2 separate regions of the Hermetia illucens genome follow, and region 2 is linked to region 1. The links are chromatin contacts, called in public Hi-C maps. All regions are on one chromosome and are shown on one strand. Each heading gives the region's core, a stretch centred on a gene start, on an enhancer-like site or on the middle of the called end of the contact. The rest is flanking DNA. Distances are from core to core; before and after follow the strand shown. Region 1 holds the start of LOC119648145 (serine/arginine-rich splicing factor 1A). Region 2 holds the start of LOC119647521 (alpha-soluble NSF attachment protein).

Region 1 (4,889 bases), core at 1,415-3,914:
TTTTCCTGTTCCCAAAACTCAAGAGACCTATGGAAGGATGGAGATTTGCAACGATTACGAGATAAAGACTGCACTGCTGGAAGATCTCAGCCTATACCAAAAAGTGTTCATCAGGAATGCTTCGGGACTGGAGAAAAACGCTTGCACAAGTGTATTATATCTGAGGGGAATTACTTTGAAGGGGACAATATAAATATTGATGAATAAATATTTTTCTATAAAAATAAAATTTCAAATTCATCAATTGCTGATCGATGTTTCGATATAACTCGGTGAACCGATTTGTCTTCGATCTTGAAATATTTGTGGAAGTTCAGGGAAGGTTTAAACGGTGAAAGTTATCCTGGACATAGAACAAAAGTTCAGAAACTATAATTAGCTGAGTGAAAAAGCAATTCCTGTGACCAAAAACAAAGAGGTCGATGATCTTCATGCGACCGTTCAGGATTTTCTTCCAGGAAAATTCTTTTCTTAGAAATCAGTTGACACAGTTTCCACCCAGGATGACTTAGTCTAACTATCTACCTGCCTGGACTACCACCTTACAATTTACAATTAAAAGTAGAATTGATTGTGACTATGTTGCGTAACATAAATCAACCCCCACTGTGCAATGGTACGAGACTGGCTGTGAAAAAGCTAATGAATAACGTCACCGAGGCCAAGGCCATCAAAGGAAAAGACGAGAGAATGTCTTCATTCCGTGTATACCGATGATTCCTTTGAATTTTCCATTCGATTTTATGCGTCTACAACTTCCCGCGCGTCTGACCTTTGCAATGACCATAAGTTGCAAAGCCAGTCGTTGAAATTTTACAGAATCAGCTTGAAGTTTCCGTTTCGCGCGTGGACAATTATAGATCGCGTATTCACAAGTCGGAAAACCATCATCTTCATATATTTACCGACCGCAAAAAAATACATCAGAAAGTAGTGATTAAGTATATAACTGTGTTGAATTTAATATAAATGAAAATTTTGTATTAAGTTTTGACCATATTTTTCATAAACATATTTAGGTGATACGGAGTTCACCGGGACATCTATATTATTTATATTCGTTTTTTTTCTATTGCCTGTGGGCGCTAAAACACCAATCTCCCGGAAAAAGAATTATTTGTGATATGTGAACTTTAGTGTACTCAGTGGTTTAGGAAATGAGTGAATTGTCAGATTTACTTTTTGGGCGCACTAGGGTATATCCTGAAATGAACGAAAATCTCCACAACTGGTTTTCAGTAAAGCGTATAAGGTGCCCTAGCAAATTTCAATTAATTTGCCGCAGACTACAAGTAAGTAAGCCATTTCATTACGCCCTAGTCTTGGGAGATTGATCGTGTGATACGCGCCATACTGAAGTTGCGAACTACGACAGAGCAGCAGAACTTGGTTGTTAATCTGAGGTTCCTCCCATAAATATGAAAAGTGATATAATAGACGCATACCAGCTGGCAATAAATTGAAATGTTTAATGCTATCCCATTAAATAAATTTGATGTGCTTTCTACAAGCTTGGGGCTGGAACGCCACATTTCTACCGAACCGACATCAGGTGATGACCAATCTTATGATGCACTCTAAGCATTCATTTACGAAAAGTAGACACCGTTGGAGATGTACATGCAACTTCGGGTGTACCATGGCTATTCAATCGCTACTCAAACCTCTCCGCTCGGCATAAATTGGCGGGTATTCTCACTAGTAGGTTATACTTCCGCTACTATGTTTGGAGACGTCTTATAGAAGCAACCAAAGAGCACGAGAAAAGGAATCAAACAAGATCAGGCAAATTGTCTATCTCGGCACAGGTCTTCCTTGGACGTATCACGACCCTGTCGCCGGGTTAATACCCCTATGGCGCATTCATAACATCCCGATATACAAAGAATGCCATAAGTAGACAGCTGGCACCAAGATACGAAGAACTCTCATCAGCCCCAAAAAGTCAAGAGCAGTACAATTCCCAAGAGCAATGCAGTACCTTAAACAGAAGTCGAAGCGGTGGGAATTCCAGCGAGTCGACGGGCCGCACAAAGTCTACGTCCAAATTGTGGGCTCAGAAGAAATCTAACTGCAGACCTCGCTGAGTCATTTGCACATAAAATTCCTCGAAATCCCCGGCCATGTTCCAATCTCCGAACAAAGGCTCCAAGGGCGCATCCAGCCGCGAAGCTCCATATCGATCAAACAATGCGGGCCGCGAGCTGCCTCCTCCACAAATGTCCATCAAATCCTCTAGATGAACCGCAATCCTCAAATTCAGAAAATATACTCGAAAGTCATCACGCAAAACAGAAAACAACCACCCACAATCGAAAACTTACCGGGCGTCTTCGAACTCGACAAATGCAAATGGAGGACCACGCCGGTTTTTCAAATCAACAAACGTGACTTTGCCGAATTTGTGGAATAAGTCCTGAATGTCTTTCGTGCGAATATCTGGCGGCAGGTTTCCGACGTAAATGCGGCACTCGTTTCGCGACATTTTCTAGAATTTCACAATTAGGAACCAGCACTAGCTTGCAAAGAAAATCAGCGGGAAGCGCTCTCAGCCGACAACCGTGAAAAGTTAATAGAACAAAAGCCCGGCAACCGTATCGCACCACCGTTCAAAACTTTATCCCACAGCAACTTATCGCACTCAACTGCGCCGCGAAATGAAGACCGACGTATGTGTCCGAACGTCGCACGGAATTATGCCTGCTTCGTTGTGACGATTTCTCGCTGTCATGTCGTGGCCACCTGACATTGAACGTACGCATGGTTAATTCCTGAGATAAACGCTGTCCCCCGGGCCATTCAAATTGTAAATATTAAGGCAAATTAAAATTCGAACTAAGGAGTAATATACAGTCGTAATGGCAGCGGAAATAATAATTGCATATTCTTTAACCCTCTAGATTCAACACCTCAATTACATGAATTAAGATACGAGGGATGATTAAAATACGAGGGATTTTTAAGAAGACATTTATTATCATAAGTAACACATTTTAATAAGAAAATCAAATACTCTTTTACTTTTAAACAACGTGAATTATGGAAATTATATTTTATGCATTTAATTAATACAATATCGAACATAAATGCTATGGAACATGGTAAAATAAACAATTTTTTTATTGGGACATAGACGGAAATAACATTTTTTACACTTAGTGTAAGATCTCAAAGTGCAATTGTTTTTACATAACCCACTCCCAAAAATGTCCAAGATTATTAGAACGCACTGAACTAAAAGCCAGTCCTGATGTATACCTGGACGTTTTCTTTCCTGTTTTACATTAATTGTTATCCCATAGTCAAATAAAGCACCAGCATTTGGTGGGATGCATCGTGCGGCCGCCTAGAGCAGGTAGTTTATTTATTTATTTGATTAACAATAAACGGGGAATACTTCAATTACTTATTACATATAAGTGCATATAGGAAAACAAACAAATTACAAAGTGTCAATAACTCTATTTTTTTAAGTGGCTAGGGATGAAGCCAGAGGACCAAGCTGCAAACGGTTATAATCCCAAGACTATTACGAACGAAGTATTTATAATGGATGACTGAGAAGTGCATGAGTATATCCAGGAATTGATCGGAGGAACGAAGGATAAAGCCGAATATTTTGGAAGGCTGGACTGATCAATAGGCGAACTGACGACAGAAAACAATTTTAAATCCTCTGCATATAAAAGGCTAGAATAGGTAAACAAGGAAGGAAGCTCATCCACGAAACATGAAAACAGAAATGGACCGAGGATGGACCCTTGGGGTACTATCGATAAGGGAAACATGTCGGGAAACAGGAAGCTGGACGCTTCAGGTATGAAAGCTTTTGCGTACTTCTTTTATAAAGACATTTGAATGCGAATTTGTCCCATTAGTACGTAACACGTAATATACGCATATATTATGTGAGAATATCCACTTTCAGGGGATATTAACATTCAAAATCTTGAATTCCCAAAGAAGTGACAACTTTGACCTATTATAACTTTGTTAGTAAAAATGCGATTTCCAACAAACTTGGTAGGACCAAGCTCTATATCAGTCAGTAATTTTCGGCCCGGGTTTTCTCACCTTTCTTGTGTGAGGGTATAATACGAACTTCCTTCTTTCCATACATCCGGAAAAACACTTCAGCCAAGTTTTTATAATAGTAAGGGGAAAAGATATGTTCTGTTTCGAAGCTCGGAAATCAGGATTGTGATTGATGAAAACGCCGAGAGGTAAAAACGAATCATTCCCTCCAAGTCATCTGGGTCGTTAATTTTAACTGACGCTATGATCCGGCCAGGATTGTTGTATCCTAGTTTAGAAACTGCATATTTCAAATAAATGAAGGAAAAACTGTTGCGATTGGTCAAGCTCAAAACTAGAACACAAAACAATTAGCAAAAAACAATTTGCAACAATATAACACTTTAGACAATTTATCGTAGTCACACAATAAAAACTAAGGATCTTGGAACAACTCAGAAATGGATATGAAAATCGGGGGATCAAGACACGACCGACACCAAGGAAAGATAAGATAAAAGTTGCGCAAACATGGGGTTCGAACACCTGTGTCTTCCTACTAGGTAAATCTCGTTTTTAAGGTTTTGTGTAAAAGAAACCTTATTAAAGTTGACTCAATGTCTGTCCGTTTGTACGTCTGTCTGTCTGTCTATTACAACAGTCTGTCACACCCGATTTACTCGGGGGGAGGGTGCACATTTTTTTCCACAGAACATGGTCAAGTGGGGTATCAGATGAAAGGGCTCGAATAGTACTTGTCAAATCTGGTCTTTTTTCTGATGTTGGGTAAAACATAGGAGAGATAGGATTCAAAATATGTGCCCCAAAAAGGGAAACAGGCCTCTTTCTCAGAAAAATCTGAAAAAAATCAGTGA
Region 2 (5,188 bases), core at 1,124-3,623, 180 kb before region 1:
AAGGAAAGAGAAACGCCGCCAATCTAGGAGCGATCAGAAAATCCGAGCAGTCACCGTACATTACCATGGGCCACTGGAGAAGTCAGTTGACATTGGAAATCGTTGTATCAACAGAGGCACGAGGTGGCTGTGGAGGACGGTGATAGTACGTATCGGCGGCGGTTACACTATTCAAGTGAGTGGTATATACCTCTGTTCAGCAGAAGATGGAATCCTTCACAAAAACAATTCAGCCTCGGAACTGGACGATGAGCCAGCAGAATGCTATCCGTATATATTCAGCTCCGATATCGAAGGTGGACAGTTAGATATTCAATTAACCTGCTCCTGTACTTGGACCAACGTTAAGACTCGTTAAACATGACCGTGAGTTTCGTGCTCCGTGTAGCATTCATTTTGCTATTCCTCCGGGCAATTGATTACTGACAACATAGTCTCGTCCGGTGGAGAAAAAATTCGAGACGACTCCGTTATTAACCTCGGGAAATTCGAACCAAACAGACGAAAAGGAGTCATTGCATCATCAGTGGCTGGATTTGACCGGGGCTTCAGCTGATTGTAGACAGGCAGGCTGCCCCGCCCTCCCAGCTTGTTAAGATTTACCGTGATTCTAGTATTATGATAGTATTAGTTCCCAACTAGTATTAAGTAATCATAGTAACATAGTTTTCTGAATAAATTAAATGGAATAAATTCTATTCATGAGAATTGGTGGAAGAGTTGTCATACATTGAATAAGGTTTTGTGTGAAACAAAATCCATACATGTGGAAGGGGGTGCATATTTTTTCGCAGAATATGGTCATGGGGGGTATCAAATGAACGGTTCCGATTAATACTTCTCGAAGCTGATCTCGCTCTTAGAACCTATGCAACCGGAAAAAATCCTAATGGTGGATCTAAACAAAATCTAGGCCTCAAAATACATCCCATTTCAATACCTCTTCAAATAAAGTTAATAACAGCATATTACCATATTTTAGAAATTTGCGCTCCTTAAGTTCATCTGCGAGTAACATTATAAGTAATAATCAATTTTGGAAAGTTTGAGGGAAGTCCATATTATTAACGAAGTCATGAAAGGCCAAAGTTCGGCATTTAACATAAATTTAGTGGACTCTAAGGCGTGTATGATGTTATTATCATATAAACTCATATGAAGGGCAGAGTTGGATGTATGAAAGAATATTTTGAATTTGTACCTATGTATGTATGGGAAAACGTGCAAAGGAAATTTTTCACACAAGATGAATACAAAACTTTAAACCTGAAGCGTCCAGCTTCCAGTATTCCGGCTTGTTTTTGTTTTAATTTCCAGTTTAGTCCTTGTGTTTTTTTCCGTTATGGATGGGCGGATCTACACGGTCAATTTCATCAACTTGGTGGATTCTTGGGATAGCTTTTCCTCCCTCCTCTCTGGCCACTCAGGATGGTGTTTTAGCCATCGCCAATTTTCATTTCCCATTAGAAAGGGTAATATTTATGGTAGAAAGAGAAAATCGGGCAGACCCTGCCTCAGATGGGGCTGGTTGTTGCGTCGTTGATGATGACGGAAGGTCGAGGATGATATAAAAGTTCAAGAATTGATTAATCTATAATTGCATTTATTACTTTGCGATCTGCGCAGTGGTTGAAAAGTTTTTCGCTCAAAAACGTAATTTTAAAAGTTCACCGTGAGCACAAGTTCAATGGCTTGCGCATTGCCCGGACAATGTGATTCATTCTATGAATATGCAGAATATGAAAATGTTTATGGCTCGGCCGGCAATAGGTTATGCATTTGGCCTATACATTATTGACTTTGAACTTTACACCTCATATCTATGTATTCAATTTTTCCGGCATAATCTGAGCACTGAATGACTGGAATGTAATGGCGAAGAAATTTGACCATGTTCCGATAAGAGGCACTTACCAAACAACGTCCGTGAATGAAGAGCTTAGGAACAGGCTGCGAATTCCTGAAAACAAATCAACACCGCTAAAACTATCACAATCGCTAAAAACAACAACTCGTCAGCCCATGGGCATTGAGTGTTTTTATGTCACGGAGTTTATCAACTCGTCGCTGTCAGATTTTCACCAACAGTTCTTGTTCATCGAATGGTCATGCCCTCAATTGACAGCTGTTTTCACCAATATCAAGGTTGAACACTGCAAACATTTTAAGGAGTTGTGACGGAAGAATAATGAAACGAAGTAATCACTCCAGTGAAAAGTTACAGAAAGCTAACTTCGAACACATAAATTTGCTTCCCAAGTGGGGTAGGAGTATGTTGAAGGCGATTTCATTCAAAAATCGCGCTCACCATTAAACGCGATCAAATGCGCATAGCCAATGCACATCGCTGCTGCCGCACCCCCGTGGCAAAACGACGAAGCACTTTGTCAATCGATATCTCGGCTATCTTGTATTGAGTTTTCTTTGGTCTGTGACTAGTTCTGTGCTGGCGAAATAATCGGAGGAGAAAGCGTAAATTCCTGGTGAATATATCTGCCGTGAAAATGTCGGACAACGAGCAAAAGGGCATACAGCTCATGGCTGAGGCCGAGAAGAAGCTGAATCAACGAGGATTTTTGGGATCATTGTTCGGGTGAGACCCATTTTTACGATTTGCGCTGTTCCCTAATTTGTTTCTACTTTCGACTGCGAACTTTGTAGAGGATCTAATAGGGTTGAAGATGCGATTGAATGCTACCAGCGAGCTGGCAATCTGTTCAAGATGTCGAAGAATTGGGCTAAGGCAGGACAGGCCTTCTGCGAAGCTGCAAATTTACATGCGAAGGCAGGCAGTCGTCATGACGCAGCCTCCAACTATGTTGACGCATCAAATTGTTACAAGAAGGTCAGTTCGCTTTGATTATTTCTTTACATGCAAGAGACGGAAATGTGCCTTCCCACAGAACGACTTGGAGGAGGCGGTAGCGTGCCTGCTGAAGGCAATCGAAATCTATACAGACATGGGGCGTTTCACTATGGCTGCGAAGCACCACCAGAGCATTGCCGAGATGTACGAGGCTGATCCCAATGGTTTGGTAAGCGCTTACTATTCCACGAGTCCTGGACGGGTAATTATTGCATTTTTTACAGGAACGCGCGGTGCAGCACTACGAGCAAGCCGCGGACTACTTCAAAGGCGAGGAATCACTTAGCTCCGCAAATAAATGTCTACTGAAAGTAGCACAGTATGCGGCTCAACTCGAGCAATACGATAAAGCGATCCAGATTTATGAGCAAGTAAGTGGGCTTAATTGAGATTTCTGCATTGAATCTGTTTGTATTTGGAGCAAATATTCTTCCAGGTCGCCGCCTCGTCCCTTGAAAGTTCCCTGTTGAAATATAGCGCGAAGGAATACTTCTTCCGAGCAGCGTTATGCCACCTAAGTGTAGACATCCTGAATGCTCAGCACGCGTTGGAAAGATACGCACAGCAATATCCGGCCTTCCAAGACTCGCGGGAGTACAAGTTTATCAAGGTAAGCTCCATGTCTTGATAAGATTGCTTTTATTCTCTTAGGTGAAAGCCAGCTAGAAAGCCGAATTGGTTGCTGGGTAAACCTTGAGTTGTTTTATGGATTCTAACTTAAGCGCTTGTTTAAAAAGCGTTTATGACTAACGTATGCGACAAAAGTTCTGCCGTAATAAACTTCGAGGTGAAATTACGCGGAAAATTTAAAGATAGTAAATTGTACTTCGCTACGACTAAGTCCATTTTTGGATAGTGCAGTTGACGGTGACAAATTTGATGCTCCGGAAACGGTACCATGACCGAAAGTTGTACTTTGCCGCGATTGCATCCACAAGTCAACCGTTGGGTGCCGCGGATTAATTTTACTAAGTTGGCCACGCTCTGCCTGTGAACATAAAAACTGGATTTCGTCAGGGTTGAGGGATAACTTGTTCGACTGAATGGTTTTTGGTGAAACATATTTCATGTCCTAGTGAAATACCTGAAGTACCTAACAATATGACTTTTAGTTGAAGTCAAGCAGGCATTTTATCTCAAACATTGCCTGCGCTCGCCCGAATGAAGTTACGCCTTTATGAAAATCAAATTGCATCACGGACTGGCGAAATCGATGTCGCCGTCAATTTGTGACAAGAGAACAGATGTATTTCTTTGACTTTCATATCTTGTTCACTTCAATATGTTTGGAAAAAAATATTTGACTAAGATAGAGCAGTCTCGCGCAGTCAGCAACTGGGATGTCATTTTAGTTTGCATTGTGCTAACAAATTTCTTTTTATTCACAATTAAAATGAAAAATATCATTCTTAGTTTTTTTCCGTGCGGATTAAACATTAAATTATTAAACATTGTTTTTTTCAATTTTCTTGATTGTTTTGAGCCGAAGTCAATACAGCAATAATCAATGAAGGACTGTGTAAATTTTTAGGTCAGCTGATGGAATCGGTAGGATGTAAGAAGGCCTGCAGTTAGCTATTATTGATTATCGGAAAGAAACAGTAATTGCAGTACCATTCTTCCATTATTTGACTGCGATTTCACACAGACTACCGTCTCAAGGACTTGAAAGCAATATATCTTGGTAGCATTCTTTTCAACTAAGAATTTGCACACTTACTAAAGTCCATATATTCATGAACGACCAGAGCGCTCAGTGCATTTTTTCTGCATGGATGCAGGCGGAAATCGTGAAAAGAAGGCACTACGCAGCAGTGTTTTTGATTTTCAATCACTAAAGCTATTCCCGCGACCCGCTCTTAACCCCCCCCGGAGAGTAAAGTCACGGTGATTACTTAGTAGTTTTAGTTTAGTGGGGGGAGCCGCAGCTCCAAGCACTCTGAGCTTTGTTAGGCTCATAGTACTATCCCCGGTGATCGGCTATACAATGGCCTCTGGCCTACGGCGTTCGCAGGCCTTCGCGAGTCTGAGAACATTCTCGAGACACAGAGAATGCGCAAACTCTACGTGGAAGAAAACGTTACCAAAGTATCGTCGTCTGAGTTCTGATTATGCCGAGCAGCTGCATACGAAATGCACGGTCGTCTCTTCCTCCTCACATTGGCTGCACATGGCCGAGATCACCACTCCGACTGTTTCCATGGGGTAGTTTTTCATGGGGTTTCCATGTGCCACTTCTTAAGGGATAACAAAAATGCCGCTCCAGCGGTCTCGGGTTCCTTCACAAGGATTTTCGCTTGCCGGCAGAAGAGTTCTTCATTC

The links. A called contact is a pair of places that touch in the nucleus more often than the background predicts.
Region 2: a Hi-C map of an unstated tissue shows a contact between it and region 1, with 3 times the contacts expected there. The contact joins the promoter of LOC119647521 here to the promoter of LOC119648145 in region 1. A contact is called at or near these places in 2 of 2 Hi-C or Micro-C datasets (an unstated tissue and whole body).

The regions. Positions count from the first base shown.
Region 1 is chr2:63,899,068-63,903,956 of iHerIll2.2.curated.20191125, reverse strand. LOC119648145 (serine/arginine-rich splicing factor 1A) reads right to left here and starts at 2,664. Exons shown (of 4, transcript XM_038049702.1): 1 at 2,325-2,664. The coding sequence starts at 2,485.
Region 2 is chr2:64,074,361-64,079,548 of iHerIll2.2.curated.20191125, reverse strand. It overlaps LOC119647521 (alpha-soluble NSF attachment protein), which reads left to right and starts at 2,373. Exons shown (of 6, transcript XM_038048491.1): 1 at 2,373-2,587; 2 at 2,662-2,845; 3 at 2,904-3,035; 4 at 3,091-3,237; 5 at 3,303-3,476. The coding sequence starts at 2,505. LOC119647520 (peroxisomal biogenesis factor 3) reads right to left here and starts at 2,086. Exons shown (of 2, transcript XM_038048488.1): 1 at 1,915-2,086.